Linked DNA regions of Gadus morhua: region 2 is linked to region 1. The links are chromatin contacts, called in public Hi-C maps. All regions are on one chromosome and are shown on one strand. The core of a region is the stretch at or near the end of the contact, and the rest is flanking DNA. Distances in the headings are between cores, read along the strand shown.

Region 1 (2,585 bases), core at 40-2,539:
ACCGGTGACGTTCTATACATTATCCCGCTTATTACACGGCTACTGGCCAAAACGAAAAAATAACTTCACACAGTGGGTCATTTTACAATTTAATTGTTTCCAATGTTCGTGTTGATCAGCAGAGAAATAGTGTTGAGTGAATAGTGCTGAGTGATACAAAAAACGGCAAAAAAATCCACATTCCTTGACAGCGGTCAACTTAAACTTAGCAATGGTGAATTTATCAACTATAGTTCACCGCTGGAAGTTGTGAAGGGCCCATGCAAGTGAATGGATATATATAAATGCCCCTGCAGGGAATTTTTTAACCCTGCCGTTTTTTCCTTCGCTGCAATAAAAAGTTTCTCTTTTTTTTCCCAATTTCTTTTTTTAATTTCTTTTTTTTCTTCTATGCACATCCGTACGTTACGTACATATATGATCTACACTAAATATTAACCCAAGAAATATATGAATAACACACATATCCATAGAAACCTAATTTGATTAAACTGTCATTTAATTTTTTTCATGAGAAATCACAGCAACAGCCATACAAAAATATAGCTGCGAGCAGCATTGTGGGGGTCAAGCAGAATAGGACTCCATAAACTAATTTTGCTGGACAGACGCAATCGGCTAGGTGGCTACATGATGACCGTCTCAGTAATTAGTAATAACGACTGCTGGTGGAATGAACTAGAGCAGGGGTCTTCAACGTTTTCCAGGCCAAGGACCTCCAAACTGATGGAGAGATGGAGCGGTGACCCCCTACTTATATAATTTATAAAATTGTGTTTTATATTAAAATGGTCCTATAGTGCCATGTATAAATTTACCTTGTTATTTTGCATTCAATACCAAGATATTCAAATAATACACAGGTTCATATATTCATGTCTTTATTTTAAACATGTGCAAGGTACAGTGAGTAGGGTGGCCATGCCACAGCCATTCATAAACATAACATAACATAATGAACTGATACCTGCCAAGATCAACAATGTCTGTCAATTGCATGTAATCATGCATAAAAGCTATTCAAATAGACATTTTTAAAATATAAATCTGGAAACGAAAATTAGTGATGTCTTCCCTGCTTGACCCCCAAATAAGGCCTATGGCATGCTGGGAAATTGAGTTTTTATTTCAGTGCATGTTAAGAGTTTGATTCGCGTGTGATAAGAAGATACATTATCTTTGATAATTCTCATTATGTGTTTTAGACAGGTTCAAATCAAATTGATCACGTCGGTTTAAATAAACCGTTGGTTTGTTTCTGGAACATTCTTGTTAATGCCGCGTTTCCCAAAAGCCACTGCGTCAATCCGGGGTTTACCCACAGTGCAACACCACACTTCCTTTCTTCTCAGCGGCGTGTTAGTCAAAATGTCGCTATTAGATGGTCCGTTAAACGTGCTCGGCCAGAGAACGACTGGCGAGTCTGTTCGCACTCAAAATGGTAAGATATCTTCGTATTAACTTCGTGCTTAAGGTGGTTCCGTGTTTCGCGGCGACGGGCGGCTCGAGGCCACCAACTGAACGGGGGTCCCGTGCAGCATGTGCGGATCATGCTAGCCTGGATTATGATAGCTAATGCTAGGCGGCTCCCCCCTCGGACCTGCTGCGATGAGCCAGCACATATTCCGTAGCACGTACATCTGCGATGTACCCGTACTTTTCCATTTCCTTAATTCTCATACACGTTAGTTTCGTTTGTAAACACTGCCGTCCCGGTTTAATTCCGTTCATTCATTGTGACGACTGTTGCCAATCGGCTATGCCAATATAATTTACTGTCATGCTATGAAGGTGTGGCTCGTTTGAATAGGATTCTGTTTAAAATTTAGTGGCGCAGTAACACCACTTTTATTATTTCACTAGTGTTAACTTAAAAAGCTTCTTGGTATGGAAAAGGGTGTTAATGCTAAACCATTCAATTGCCCTTCCAGTCATGGCTGCATCCGCCATCGCCAACATCGTCAAGAGCTCCCTGGGACCGGTGGGGCTCGACAAGATGTTGGTGGACGACATTGGGGTAGGTCTAACTTTGTTCATGTTGATCGCTAATCTCTGAACAAAACAAAACTAAAACATGTGGAAGAATTGTACTCTTGTGTAATTAGGTGAGTTCTGCATGCAACGCTCAACTATTGTTCTTCATACGTTTTATTCTTTCTTTCTTTATTCTCTACAAACTTTGGGACCTATCTCCTTCCTCAATTTTTCACCTAGAGACTCCATTCAAATTTTTAAATATTAATTTGTTTCCAAACATTTACTTTTTCTTAAATGGTGTGCATGTTTACATTGTTTACTCCATTTAGACTTTTGTTCCAATCCCTTCACTTAAGCCAATTAACATTTCTTTATGTCTTAATCTATGTGGCTTTATGCAAAAATATTTTCAACCTCACTTTGTACTACAGCACTCACCGCATTTTCTGCAGGAAATGTATTTTCTAGTTCTGATTATGGTTGTAATGACAGGATGTGACCATCACCAACGACGGGGCCACAATCCTGAAGCTCCTGGAAGTGGAGCACCCGGCAGCCAAGGTCCTGTGTGAGCTGGCTGAGCTGCAGGATAAGGAGGTCGGGGATGG
Region 2 (2,585 bases), core at 38-2,537, 150 kb before region 1:
GAAAGACATGCATTCAACAAGCATTAACTGTTCTTTTAAAAGTTTTAAAAATGTAAATCTCAAATAAATATGGATCATGCCCGAGCTAAAAAGTTTATTAAATCGAGTGTATTCTCAAATTCAATACATTTACCGTTTTGAGGGAAATAGGATCTTCATTCATTTTTCCAGGGGTGGCATGATCTTTTTCTTCACATTGAGTGGAATTGTTTTCATTTGGTGTTGGTACATCCAAGTATATTTCATTGCTGTAGCTCTTGATGGTTTCTTGCAGTTGAGCCAGATGTTGGAGAACATCTCTTTGATGACCATCCTCCCTCAGGGTACCACGTTGAGTCAGGTCGTCATATTGTGCAACAGTTTTACTTAAGCCATGTATATCCGGAGTTGTAGATCTGGTGGAGTAGGATGATTGTAATGAAGTGCCTCCGGTATCAAGGATGCAACCTAAAACATAATATAACGGTATACTTATTAATTAAGGATCAACTGCCATATGAATCCATACAATATCTGACATTGATAACGTTACGTCCGAAAAAGGCGTATGAAGATTATTATCAAGGACACATGAAACACAACAAGCATACAATGCCTCGTGAATTATGTCAAATGAATTAAAAGAATAATGACCTTGAATAGTCTTAATGCAATGATAGTTAATAATTCGATCAAAAACCGAGTGTCTGAGTACATTTATAGTAGTTCTATACGAACACGCTAAAAGAGAACTGTAGTGCGCCATCTTGATTCAAGCTGTTCCAACTTTATCAATATATTGATTATATACAGAAACGTTGTTACACTCTTAATGTATTCATTAAAAGTTTTAGATGCGCTTTAATTGTAACACAATCAAAACTAATATAGTCTATGATGCCCATGCGACATACAAAGTGTAATTTGCCAGTTTTAGTCCGCTTAGCAAAAATATGCAATATAGGCACCGTAAACGCAACACAGCAACGTGTATTATCTTTAAAGATAGGCTATTTATTAATTGTAAAATGCGGTCTTAGTATTTGCCATGGACGCCATGCCAAGGCTGTATCAAGTTAAATATAGTATATTATAATATTTAACAGCAATAGGTATTATCTTTAAAGACTACTATGAATTGTAAAATACAAATAATGACATGCCACATCGTTTGGACATGGGAGCATTTAACGGTATTTAGTATTCGGCATGAACGCCCTGCTGACTCTGAGGCTGTATCTGGCAGAAACGAGGCTCGAGCGAACATAACGAAAAGCGGTGAAATCAACCATTGAGGAGTCACGCGGCGTCAGCGGAGTGTCAGCTGACCGGAAGTGCTGCCGCCGCGCGCTGGAGTGTCAGTGGCCGTCCTGCTGAACGCTGAGGGGGAGAAATGGCTGACACCATAGCTGACACACGAAGGCTATTCACCAAGCCTCAGAACCTCAACGACGCGTATGGACCTCCGAGTAACTTTCTAGAGATTGACGTGAGCAACCCTGAGACGATGGGGGTGGGCAGGGGCAGGTTCACCACCTATGAGATCAGGCTGAAGGTGAGCAACTTGACAGCTACATTTTAGCATGCTAACGTTTTTCCTCCGATTGTTTATTTTAAGGTGACAGAAATGGCTTAAAAAATACTGACAGTCTCGTCAAAGCGATATCCACAACATCGCTGTTGTAATATGTGTCGCGATCAGCTGTTTATAATAATACCGACCATATAAACATACAGGAACGTACCATGCAGGATGTTATGGAGCTAATGCTAATCTATTGGCTACGTAGCCACAGACATCACTAACATTAACCTTGTTTAGCTGTCATTACGTTGGCGATGAATGTGGTATCTACATCTCTCAGAGTCTCATTAGCTCTTTGTCATTAGGAAATCACCACTTTAGAACATGCTGTCTGAGACTACGGTAGTAGAGACTTCTGTCAACCGCCAAGCAGCATGCACCTCTGCTGGGGCAGGTTGTTTACACTAAGAGTAGAGCTGTTTTTTCTTGAAATCTTAGACCTAAAAAAACAAAATTAATGTCACCTTAAACCCCTCGGTGTTCAGTTTGGACTTCTTCAAATGATCCACTAGATACTGTTGTTGTTGGCCAAATAATAATAACAATAATGACTTCAAGAAGTCAATCTCTTCTTTCGCTCTTAAGAGCGATAAGTACTTGCCACACCCAGGTGACGAACCTTGTTTGTTAACCTCCTCAGCCTTTTTTAACTTGACAATGGTGTGAATACTGTCGACCTAATGATAGCCAGTTTTTTGTTTGATTTGTTTGTTGAGCCTTGTTTAAATGTCATATTCCAGACTTGATTATCCATATGAACTGAGAAATCCAACGGAATAAAAAAATGAAAAAGTACTCTCAAAAGGCAGAAGTCAGCAAAAGAGGACCAAACCACAGTCATCAACTTCTCAGGAACTGTAGACAGGATGCAGACCCCCCTCCCTCCCTCCTTCCCGGTCCCCGTCGTACCACCCCTTCCTTAAAATACAGGCTCTCCTTCTGCAACCTTGGCACATTAGCACAGGATCCAGTGAAACACTTTAAAACCAGTTGCTCCTGACTGATGTATAGAACGCAGTCA

The links. A called contact is a pair of places that touch in the nucleus more often than the background predicts.
Region 2: a contact with region 1 is called in a Hi-C map of heart, with 2.3 times the contacts expected there. The contact joins the promoter of snx3 here to the promoter of tcp1 in region 1. A contact is called at or near these places in 2 of 6 Hi-C or Micro-C datasets (gill and heart).

Annotation. Positions count from the first base shown.
Region 1 is chr21:19,278,785-19,281,369 of gadMor3.0, reverse strand. tcp1 (t-complex 1) reads left to right here and starts at 1,289. Exons shown (of 12, transcript XM_030344622.1): 1 at 1,289-1,441; 2 at 1,932-2,017; 3 at 2,470-2,585. The coding sequence starts at 1,369.
Region 2 is chr21:19,430,001-19,432,585 of gadMor3.0, reverse strand. snx3 (sorting nexin 3) reads left to right here and starts at 1,287. Exons shown (of 4, transcript XM_030344542.1): 1 at 1,287-1,534. The coding sequence starts at 1,373. It overlaps afg1lb (AFG1 like ATPase b), which reads right to left and starts at 2,414. Exons shown (of 13, transcript XM_030344536.1): 1 at 2,029-2,414; 2 at 134-447. The coding sequence starts at 163.